Linked DNA regions of Mus musculus: region 2 is linked to region 1. A link is a contact called in public Hi-C data. All regions are on one chromosome and are shown on one strand. The core of a region is the stretch at or near the end of the contact, and the rest is flanking DNA. Distances in the headings are between cores, read along the strand shown.

What was found. Hi-C and Micro-C count contacts between places; a contact is called where the count stands out from the background.
Region 2: a contact with region 1 is called in a Hi-C map of cerebral cortex, with 4 times the contacts expected there. The contact joins the promoter of Gkap1 here to the enhancer-like site in region 1. A contact is called at or near these places in 14 of 39 promoter capture datasets (the 3T3-L1 cell line, the C10 cell line, the HPC-7 cell line and 7 more), 1 of 15 datasets of contacts at CTCF or cohesin (large pre-B cells), 11 of 484 Hi-C or Micro-C datasets (the AtT-20 cell line, B cells, brown adipocytes and 7 more), 6 of 115 datasets of contacts at active chromatin or transcription factors (cardiomyocytes, embryonic stem cells, forebrain and 3 more) and 4 of 9 other capture datasets (adipose tissue, embryonic stem cells, liver and 1 more).

What each region holds. Positions count from the first base shown.
Region 1 is chr13:58,183,197-58,189,125 of GRCm38.p6, reverse strand. It overlaps Ubqln1 (ubiquilin 1), which reads left to right. Exons shown (of 11, transcript NM_026842.4): 7 at 5,802-5,929. Among named protein-coding and RNA genes, the nearest start is that of Idnk, 29 kb to the right of the region's middle. Within about 2 kb of position 2,580, at least 6 of the 459 cell types and tissues checked have an H3K27ac peak or open chromatin away from gene starts, as enhancers often do. A contact at or near this core is called in cerebral cortex, where this site is marked.
Region 2 is chr13:58,270,599-58,276,527 of GRCm38.p6, reverse strand. Gkap1 (G kinase anchoring protein 1) reads left to right here and starts at 2,340. Exons shown (of 12, transcript NM_019832.4): 1 at 2,340-2,454. Gm26555 (a long non-coding RNA gene) reads right to left here and starts at 1,677. Exons shown (of 8, transcript XR_873524.3): 1 at 1-1,677.

The DNA of each region.
Region 1 (5,929 bases), core at 1,331-3,830:
GTCAGTGCTCTTAACCGCTGAGCCATCTCTCCAGCCCAATGCTGAACATTTTCAAGTACTTGTATGTCATTTGAGGATTGTCTACCCAGTTTATTATTGGACAGACCGAGTGGATGATTTGAGGTTTGTTGTTTAATTTTGCATTTCTTTTCACACACACACTGTCTGTGGTGTTTCCTTTGCTGAGCAGAATTGTCTTAAATCTCATGTTGTTTCCTTGCCAGCGCTTGTGATTATTCCCTGTGCTGCTGAAATCCTGCTAAGAAATCCATGCCTGTGCGTGCCTATGTCTTAAAGTGGTTTTCTTAGCAACTTAAAGGTATCGGGTTAAACATAAAGGTCTCGATCATTTTGAATTAATTTTTGTTCAGGTTGCAGACACCAAATTCTGCAGGCTCATGTTTGCCTTTGAGGGGTGGATTGTGACATAATCACTTGGCTTCTTTGCTTCTGTGAGCTCTGCCACCTGCAGCATACATACATACATAACTCTCTCAGATCAGTTCCTGTCTTCACAGCGCCCCCTGGTGGGCAGCCTGGTATCTGAGGTCTCCTCACCAATTTGGCTTCACCTTGACCCCTCAAGGTGCTCTCTCAAAGCCTCCTCTCAGGGGCTAGCCTTGGCTCCCTCCCCTCCTCTTTTCTCCTCTCCTTTCCTCTCCTCTTTTCTCTTCTCTCCCCCCGCCCCCTCTCAAACCTTGATCCAGTTTCATGCCTTCAAACCGGTACCATGAGGAGGAAAATGCCAAATTCTGCTGACATGATATGTAGCCTGGTTTTCTTGGACATGGCTACAGTGAGCTTCATGTGAGGGTCTGTGATGTAGTTAGCCTTCTGTTTTTAAATACATTTGGATTTTGCTATGGTGACCTTTAGATGTGTGGGGTCTTCCCTCAGGGCCCCACATTACAAAGCCCTAATCTGATTTCTTTAACAATGGCAATTGCTTCTTTGTAACTGTGAACTTCACTATTTTCTGGCCAAGGCTGAATCTCAAGATATCAATTCACTCAATTCTCCAGGACAAGGCAGAGTGCAGCCAGATCCTTTGCCATGAAGGAAAGGCCTGCAGCCTGGTTTCCCTTGTGTCCGTGTTCTCCTGAAACCTCATGCGCAAGTCTCCTCCTGTGTACATTTCTTGGAGCATTATTGACCTGAGCACCAAGATGCCCATTAATCAGCTCACGTCAGCTCAAAGCCTCCAGGGCTTCTCCAGCCCCTGGCTGTGACCTCTGCTGCCTTCCTCTGGCTGACAAGGACACTTTCACCTCTGGGAGTTTCTGATGCTTCCCCCTTTTATCATTCTTTAGCATAAAATCTAGCATTTCTTTTTAACACATGTCTCACTGGTTCATACAGAGCCTGGTAGCATGTAGTATACCATTCTCTCTCTCTCTCTCTCTCTCTCTCTCTCTAGTAAGTCTCAGTGGGCTTCAAGGTCTGTGTATGTGAAGCCCCTGGGGTTTGTGTTATTACTGGGAACGTTACCCCTGCCCCCCTGACTTCCTGTCCTTGGTTTCCATAGAATGAATTCAGACAGTGGTATAGAAGATGAAACATCCTTAAGAGATGACTGTAAACAGTGGCTAAGGGACCATTTTTGTTGAACTATATGTTTGTGGAGATGGTGTTATTTCTAAAGCCTCTAGGATATAAGTCTTTGCTGGTGGTGGGTATTCTGTTGTTCATGTTACTGGCAGAATCACTTGATTAACTTTTTTTTAAATTATTTTTATTTATTTAGATATATGAGGGCTCTATCTGCATGTATACCTCCATGACAGAAGAGGGCATCAGATCACAAGTAGATGGTGGTGAACCACCATGTGCCAGGAGTGGAACTAAGGACCTCTGAAAAAGCAGACAATGCTCTTAACCACTGAGCTATCTCTCCAGCCCCTCACTTGAATTAACTCTTAAGATAATATATTTATTATATATAATGCATACTTGTTATATATAAATATGTAATAATTCTACATCTAGAAGGTTACTGCTACATGGTGATTGATATCCTGTTTCCTCCCAGGGCTGGAAGTACAACTCAGATTCTATTCCTTTAACCAAATATCATGTGACAGTAGATTTCAAAGAGTTAAAGAAGGCCAGGTTTGGTGAAGGCCAGCATTTGAGAGTCAAGGGGTAGAGCAAGGGTGGCCTGATCTACAGAGTTTCAGGACAGCCAGGACTAAACAGAGAGACTTCGGTGAGGTGGGAAATGAAAGAAGAACAGACATGTTTTACACATAAAAGGGACAACTTCACCTTAATGAACCTCAAAAGAGCCTTGCTACCTATCTCACCATCTTCTCATGGGGTGTTTCTAGAATTCTCTTCTACAATTACTGCATATCTAGAGACACAGGAGGTAAGGCCCAAGCTGGTTCTAAGGTGACTTAAAAGCCTGCTAATTTCTTATAGCAGACTGGGTATGGAGGTTACTTTTATTAGACTAGTCACTATAGCTACCTTTTAAAAATACCTTTAAAATTTATCTCTCTATCCATGAGTATTCACAGATGTGTGCTGTGTGGCCATGTGGCCACAGAGCCCGTTAGATCGTCTGGAGCTGCAGGCTGCCCGACTTAGGTGCTGAGAACCAAACTGTTCCTGAAAGCACAGAAGCGCTCTGACTGTTGAGCTGTGTCTCCAGCCCCCGCAGACACCTTTTCTTAGCTATTGAGAGGACTGATAGTTCGGTGCCTGTGCTTTCTCCTGGGGCCTGGTGACGACTTAATTCTCCTTTTGTGAAGCTCCATCTGTTTGATGGTCCCAACACTTTTCAAAGGGCTGTGTGCCAGGGACCAAGCACCTCTCTCGCTCATGTATGTGGGCTTCTAGGGGTGCCTACATACCCTACCAACTGCCAGCACTTGGCATATAAATAAGGAGGAATTGAATCATGAAGGAAAAGTCCTTTATTACGAAGGGAAAACCTGTAGTAAAGAAAGGATTCTTGTATTTTGGCAGAGGAGTATAATGATATGAAATGATATCCTGGATGCAGAATCTAGTTCCAGACAGTGTCATGAGGTTTCTGAAGACAAGACGGGTCTGTAAACATTGGAGTCACATCATCTTTAAATGAAGAAACTGCTCTGTGCTCTTACTTGCTTCTTACCTTTGGAGGAAGATGAAGTGTTCTCACTTTAATGGCTCAGGGCAACAGCTTTAATCAGATGGCCTCACTAGGAGGCTGTTGGCTTTGTTTTTGTAATAGTGTGTTATCTACAGTGACAACTTTGCAACTTTTAAGTTGGGTCTTTAATGTACCATCTTGATGCTTTTAACACCTAATGTTGAGAATGTCCATCAAAAGAAGTTAAATAGCAAAAAGACTTATTTTTCCAGTGCAAGCATGCACGCCATAATACTTGGGCCTGCACACATTGGCTCTGGAAACGGAGGGATCTTAAAGCCGGATTGGCAGATCTCGTGTAAACAGTACAGTACTGTTTTAGGGTTTTGCACAGGAGTCAAGACGCACTGCAGCTCCAACTGGGTCAACACTAGATCCTCAGCAGCCTTCCTTGAAAATAGTCTTGCCAGCTGGTGGTGCCACATACCCTTAATCCAGCCCTCAGGAGAACTCTAGAGTTTGAAGTCAGTCTGTCTTACATCGTGGGTTCCATGACAGCCAAGACTGCACAGAGACCTTGACTCAAAATAGAGTGGTTCTGTGAAAAACTGAGATGGTTTTTGTTTTTAAGATTTTACTTTATGTGTACACATATATGTATACTGTGTGTACCTGTGTGTGTGGATGCCCTGGGATGGTTGTGAGCCTCCATGGGAGTGTTAGGGATGGAATCTGGGATATCTGCAGGAGCAATAGCAAGTACTCTTAACCCTGAGCAGTCTCCAGCCCAGAAGTTACATTTGTTTGTCCGTTCAAACTTTGTGATTCCCTTACAATCTAGAACAGGACTCTGTCAGCAACATCTTTTAACATTTAAGAATCAAGAAGTAGAGCTGGAGAGATGGCTCGGCGGTTAAGAATACTGATTGATCTTCCAAAGGTTCTTAGTTCAAATCTCAGCAACCATCTGACGCCCTCTTCTTGTGTGTGTCTGAAAACAGCTACAGTGTACTTAAGATATGATAATAAATAAATCTTTGGGCCAGAGTGAGTGGGGCTGGAGTAAGCAGAGGTCCTGAGTTCAATTTCCAGCAACCACATGATGGGTACAGTGTACTCATGTAAATAAAATAAATTAAAAAAAAAAAAAAGAAATCAAGAAGTAACTAGTCAGAATCAAGTGTTTAGATTGTTTTTTAGTTTTATTATTGGTGCTATGCCCACTGTTTTTTGTTTGTTTTTTTTTGTTTGTTTGTTTGTTTGTTTGTTTGGTTTTTTCGAGACAGGGTTTCTCTGTATAGCCCTGGCTGTCCTGGAGCTCACTTTGTAGACCAGGCTGGCCTCGAACTCAGAAATCCGCCTGCCTCTGCCTCCCGAGTGCTGGGATTAAAGGCGTGCGCCACCACGCCCGGCCCCACTGTTCTTAATTCTAAGAAAAACATCTGTTCTCCACATATGCCTCTTCAATATCCGTGTGGGTATTTGCCTGCCATGTGTGTCTGAACTGTGTGCATTGCAGTGCCTGAGGAGGCCTGAAAAGGGATTTGCATCTAGCACTGGCGTTAATAGGTGGTTGTGAGTTGTCATGTGGGTCCTGGGACTTGAACCTGAGTCCTCTGGAATAGCAACCAACTACTGTGAGCCATCATCTTGGTCCTGCTCCATTTTTTTTGAGACAGGGTTTCATTTTGAACCCCAGACTAGCTTGCAACTTGGCATTCTGCCTCAGCCTTCTGAGTGCTGTGTGCCTGGTTGGATGTTGTAATGAATGTCCAGTCAGCAGTGTTTATGCGTCTTGTAGTCTTTGATATGTACCAGGGTTTGGCATTTCATTTGGTAAGGTAATTCACGGTCTGCTGTGCCTTGACCCCACAGTATTAACAGTTTGCTTCTCTTATTTTACTTCTTACATGATTAATTTGCACTTGTAATTAAAAAAACCAAGATGCTGGAGTGACAGCAAAGCCGTATGAAGGAAGCAGGGTGGCTCCCTTGGTGCTGGGTTCAGAGCTCCTGTGCCTATCTGATAGGAAAGCGCCCAGCAGTGGGATCAGCAAAGCAATACTCATGTCCCTGGGCATTGGGTTTCAGTAGTCTCCAGTTACTATAAATATTTATTTGTAGAGAGTTTTCTCTTAACTGTAAAAACAATATTCACTTTTGGGCTATATAAAAACAAATTGTGAGAGCCAGATTGCTTTTGTAGGCTGAAGCTTGCCAAATTGTCTTAAGATATTTTTAAACTTTAGAGTGTGGAAAAGCTAACTTGAAACTTCAAAATATAGGAACATCACAAACACGGGACTCACAGCAAATTAGAAAGATGAATGGAGACGCTTAAGTGATAAAGGGGCACTAGTTCAGAATCCAGAATGAAATGAAGAATTAAATAGTTGGTTAACATTACACTGGCATTTCCCCCCCAGTACTGTGTCAGAACTCTTCTCTCTTTATTGAAGTAAGCCAACTTGCTCTTTTTGGGCCTCTGAAGTGTCACTGTCAGAATTCTTGTGCCTTGGAGCCATAACCAAGTACAGTAAAGGTTGATCTGAAAATAGAGCTTAGTAACTAGTACTGGTTAGCAACTTTATTTAGCTATGAACACTAAGTGTGGAGAAGGGGATGTAAAGTCACAATATATACTGTGTCTTAAAACATAAATGTGTGTCTTAATCTGTTTGTTTGTTTGTTTTTTTTGTTTTGTTTTTAAATAAATTTTTAGCTAGTATGTTCAACACCCCCGGAATGCAGAGCCTGCTGCAGCAGATAACTGAGAACCCACAGCTCATGCAGAACATGCTGTCCGCCCCATACATGAGGAGCATGCTGCAGTCCCTGAGCCAGAACCCC
Region 2 (5,929 bases), core at 1,091-3,590, 88 kb before region 1:
CCTACCTGGCAGTGGCAGGCACAGTTCCTGCTCATCTTCTATGGGAAATAGTGCACAGGAGCATTAACCCGCGGGGGCTGAGAAAAGGAGTCTGTGTTCAGGGGCACGAGTTGTGATAAACGATTAGCTGACCTTGCTCTGGGGACACTTTGTTCTTGATCTATCAATCCACCCACTTACTTCAACATGCCCTGAGTGTGTGAGCAGGGCTAGGACTGTCTCTAGGCAACCCCGAGCCCGAAAGTAAGAGTCTCTAAAGCCCTCCTCAGTGAAAACACGGTTGTTGTGATCGTGGCAGCCAGTCACAACCCACACACGTGGTTTTCCCGCACCCTCCACGGTGTGTGGTTCTGACCCACACTCCCTGGCCCAGCTTTGACGAGACTGAAGTCCCCTGCTGTGGTGCCTTACCCAAGTGTCCCTCTCTTCCTCCCTGCCCACCCTCCCCTCCTCTGTTGACTTTCCTCATCTAGAGCTGAGCTTCCCAAAATCTGATGGGGTCACCTCTTGGAATTTCTTTGAGGTTGCAGATTCTAATGGGCAGGTGTGTGTTAGGCCCGAGATCCACACGTTTCTGACAAACTTGCTGGTGACACACATGTGGTCAACTTTGGGGTAGCAAGACTCTAATGATGATGTATTTCTAGACTGAGTCTGCCCCCTTCTCTTATAGCAATACGCTACTAAGCTGAGGAGTTTCCGATCCTTGTGTGTGTTGTTCATGCACATGCTGGGAGGGGGTGTGGTTATCATTTGTCAGGTGCTATCTTTTTGTGGAGAGTGGGAGGGTAGCTAACAAGACCGAGGGATCCACCTGTTTCTGCCCGCTAATCTTTGGGACCAGAGCTTGATATACCACGCTGGGAGCTTTTACATTTATTCTGGGGCTAGAACTCAAGCTATCGACTGAACTATTCCCCAGCACCCAGTGTACTGTCCAGGTGCAGTTCTTTCAGCTGTTTTAGAACTGCTTCAACTGCTTATGGCCACCTATTTAGCTGCCTTCAACCCCAGTCCTATGAAAACCGGTAAGTAGCTGCATCCTCCTCTTCCAAGTGTTCACGCTCCCTCTTACAAGCAACCGGGTCTCAAGACCTCATTTCTCCCTTCCCAATCAGATGTTCAAATCCTGTAGAATGCACCTCCACATCACTTCTCAATCATTTAAAATTCTTCCTGCCTTCCTTTATCTTGTCTTGCCCCATCCTCTTGGCCCCGACCCCCGGATCAATCTTTCTGTGTAGCCACCGGCCTTGGACTCACTTTCTGATCAGCTTGCCAAGTGTTGGGGGCTCATAGCCGTGTGTCCTCACCGCCCCCCCCGCCCCCCCATAGCTCATCTGTTATTACCGTCTGCCTGGTCTACACAGGACTGCCAGTTTTCAATCTCTAACATCTGCAGGAGTTACAAAGCAAAAAAAGCCTTCATTTCTTCCTTCAAACTTCTAAATCCTAAAACATCAAATATTGCCTTAAACATCAATCCTTACTCTTGGAACTCAGCCATCCCTCACCACCGCCGCCCCCCTCCCTCATTTTTCAGTCGTCTCTGCCACTTGTCAACACCTCCAATCTCATTGTGGAACGCAGCGTCCAATGGCCTCCATCCAAGGCCCCGAGGTCTCCCCGCAAAACCCCACCTCTTCCCAGGCCAAATCCAAAAGCCTCCTCCCTCGCGCTGCCCCAAAGATGCTCGCAGTCCTCGGATCCCGAGTAACATTCTCTTTTTCCACCGGGCCCTAGGGTGATCTGGCGTCTTCTGCGATTCTTTGCTTCGCTCCCCACTGTGTCCCCCACGTCTACACCCGCGGCGGTGACTCGCGCGGGACATCGCCGGGCAGCCCGCACGGCTGGGCGGTAGCGGACGGGTTTGCCGGTAAGCCGCTTAACTTTGCAAAACTAAAGCGGCCCCGGAGGTGCTCCCGCGGGAACCCAAGGCCGTCCGGCTGTTTGCATCTCGTGCAGCACCGCCCTCCCTCGCCGACTGGAGGTCCGCCTCCGCCCCCGGGCCTCCCCACAGCCTGGCGATCCCGCCGCGCGCCGCCCGCGGCGGCCTAAGCCTCCTCCCGGAAGGCCTCCCACCTTCCCGGCTCCGCGACCCCGAGGACCGCGGAGCCGCCGCCTACGCGAGCCGTTTGGACCCTGCGCGGCCCCCGTAGCGCGGCTCCTCCAGCAGGTGGTTCTGGTCCTCCGCAGTCCGTCCCCCGCGGACCTCTCCTCGGCGTCAGCGTCCGCCGCGCTGCGACCCTCGGCAAAGAAGTCCCGCGCGCCGGCCGGCCACGGCGGGCGCCAGGCTTGCGGGTCCGCCCCGCCCCGCCCCGCCCCGCCCTCCGCGCGCCGCCGCCCTCCGCGGGCCCGTTACTGCGGACGCCCCGCGGCCCGCGCCCAACGCCCGGGGGTAGCGCGGGAGCGGCGGGGAGACGGGAGCGGCCGCACCGCGGCGAGGGAGGCCCGGTGAGTCTACGGAGCCTCGCAGCTCGTGGCTGAGGGGACGCGGCCGAGTGCGGCCTGAGGCGGGGAGCGGAGCGGAGCGGAGCCGAGCGGGGCTGAGCCGAGCGGGGCCGGGCGGCGGGAGGGCCGCGGAGGCTGCGGGGGAGTGCGGGCCGCAGGCCTGGTCCGCCGCGGCCGGCCGCGGGAGTGACAGCAGGTGCGGCCGCCCGTTCGGGGCTCCCCGGGGCGCCCACCCGACGCCGGTGTCGCTTGCAGGCTTGGACACCGCGTCTCGGCAGCGGCTGGGGCTCGCCCAGCCCGCCGCGCTCTTTCTCCGGGTACTTCGCGAACAAGTTTTGGAGCACCCGGAACTGCTCGTGCGTGAGATTTGGCTTCGGTTCCCGAAGGAGGAGAGAGGGGCTGCTCGCCGCTCGCCTTCCCTCCCTCCCTCCCAGCAGCCCGAGGTAGATGCGCAGGCTCTCGCACAAGCCCCTGCTGTCGGGGCTTCCAGCAGCTATGCGCGGCGGCGGCGGTGGCAGCGGTAGGGTGCCAGCCTCGGGGTGTCTGTAAACGCGGAGCAGTCGGGGCAAAAGTTTATCCCATTGTCTGCCCCGCTCCCTCCACTGGCGACATTTCTCAAGGGATGTCGGTGGAGAGTTCTAGCGAGAGGCAGAGGCGCTGGAAAAACACAAGCATTGTTCTTCAGCCTCGTCTGTTTATGTGAAGGCGCTTGCGCCCGCCTGTCACGGGAATGAAGTTAAGCTGTAGCTCCAGAAATACTGGAGAAACTGCCGAAAGATGGTAATGCTGTATTGAGAATCTTCCTAGAAAGCCTGGGGTTTCCCTACACTAGCTTATGCCACTAAAATCGGTTAGTCTAAGCCTCTTTAATGTGATTTTTCACTAAAGATCGAAATACACCTGTTTAATATTAACCCTAGGGGCTTCTAGCAATCACTCTAGAGCGAGAACCTACACGTGGATCAGAGGGACGTTGTGTGCAAGTGAAAATCACCTTTGCACTTCATGACTGAATTCCTTAGTACATGTCTGCAGTTTGCTTTTTGTTTTTGTTTCTAAGAGTTCACAACCCACAGAAGTTGAGAGCTTCGGATTAGAAAAGGAAGGCTGCACCTAACCAGTGTGTGTGTTGCGGGGGGGGGGGGGGTGGGGGGGGGTGGTGGAGCTCCGGGTATGCCTTTAAGTTTATGTCATTTTCGATAAGTGTGTTGGAAGCAAAAGTTTCAGGACCGTTGGTCCTCGATCCCTGTAACCTTAAGTTCTAAGAAGTCAAAATGACAGTCAAGCAGCCAAGAAGATGAGGGAGACCAGGCCATTCCTTTTCCTCTCATTTTGTAATTCGTAGGGACAGTGCTTGGCATCAAACCCAGGGCCTCTTGGAGTCGCAAGTCCTCAGTCTGTTGTGTTTGATCTGTTAGAGTCCACCAAGGCCTCTCTAGCTGCACGAACTGGTGTACACCTGTATTCCCAAGACTCAGGAGCCTGGGACAGGAGGATTGAGAGTTTGGTTCCAGTGCAGGCTACATGGTGAGAGAGCTGCCCTCTCAAAGCATATGGCCATATTAACTGATGACATTGACATTGCATAGTTCCGTTTTGGATCAAGCTAGGTGGTTGATAGTGTTGATCGACACAGTCACTACTGTTCATTTTTTAAAGGGCTGAAATTATGTACTTAAGTTCCCCCAGGCTCAATTCTTTCCCGACACTGATGTCATAGAAGAAGGTGCTCATGATGGCAGTGGCCCTTCATAGAGACCAAGGCCTCAAGAAAACAGGTCATTCATTTATAAATCTTGCTAGGCGTAGCTTGGCCTGTTCCTTAGTAGCAACAGTTTATCTCACACCCTCACCTTTTAAAAATCAGCAGTTTGACACAAAATCCAAAGCTTCCTACAAAAACAAGATTCCTAGGGGGAAAAAGATGAGTTGTGGAAACACTTCGTTGTGACGGTGCTGTTAGTTAGATGGTGTGTGCTCTCCACCCTCAGTGTTCAAGTTCAGAGCACAGATTCCAGTGCACACTTAGGTATGGCACTGTGTGATTGGAGAATGTAATTAAGCCTCAGTCAGTAAGCTTGAGGTCATGATTAACTTATTTAATGTTAATAATGTTAATTAATGTTTCTTCTTCTTTTTTTTTTTTTTTTTTTGCTGAGACTGTTTTTTACTGTGTAGCCCAGTTTAGCCTTGAACCTATGACCTTCCTGCCTTATCCCTTCCAGTACTGAGACTGCAGATGTGCCCATTACAACTGGCTGATATCTGTGCCAAGTCCTTGATTGATATATATATATATATTTGGGAATACAAAGAAGAGACCTGTGTTGTTCAGCATTTTGTAAATCAGGACAGTAGGGAGCTAGATACAGTGGTAGCTGTTGAAAGAGTCCATGAAGAACAGAATTAAGTGTAAGTGCAGGAACATTAACGAGAAGGCAGATCAGAATTGCAATGGGGCTAAATTTGAAGAACGGAGAAGTTTTAAGTGGAGGAGACAGACATTCCAGACTCCAGGAACAAGTGAACACTGAGCAGTCTGTTTTCTCGCAGAACAGGGAAAGTGGGAGAAATCACTGTAGAATGTAAGTGAATTACTTTTTTAATAAAAATATAGCCATAAATTAATCCAGCAGCTGTATTTCTTTGCTTTATTCCAGTCCCCAATAACCACACAGAGTAACAATATTGATTTAAAACTAGTTTTCAGTAGCTGAGCAGTCAAATGATCAGTTTTTACTTTTATGCTAATCTGGCTACCTCCCAACCCCATCCCATGATACATGCATAATATTACTGATGTGGCTTTTTGGGCTTCGGGTATGTTTCCATGATCTCTCTCCAGACCCCTTCCTTATGGCTTTGAATCCTCCATCCTCCTTGGGCTGATCTGCATCTCTTTATCCCCTCTCCTTCCTCTGGTTGATGTACTTCCTACCCTGTTGTCTACTCTGTCCAGCCATTGGGTGGTCAGTATTTATTGACAATGGTAAAAGCTGTTTACACAAACTTTAGACAGGAATTCTTGGAATAAGTATTGCAATGCTGTGTCTTGATTGAAACAAGACATGAGGGCAGAGAAATCAGCATTTCATTTAAATAACGCAGGGTAAACTGCACAGTGTACAAAAACACGATGCCTACATTCCCCTTTTTGTCGAATAAAAGGCTTTTTAAATAATAATAAACAGCATGCATTAGGAAGAATTATGAAAACTATTCGATAAGAGTTACATTCATAATATCCAGTCCATTTATTTTTGGCAACTTAGATAAAGTATTCTACCATCCTGTCTGGTGAGTTCAAGTTCTATATCTAAATCACTTTCTATCTTAACTTGTACTACCATCCTAAAAACATCTTGTAGACCTGGAACATCATCTTAAATCCTAAACAATTTATGCATATAGTAAGGCTGTGACTATCTAGCCTTCAGCCCCATCAGAGACCTGAGAAGGAATGAATGTTACCCGAGTG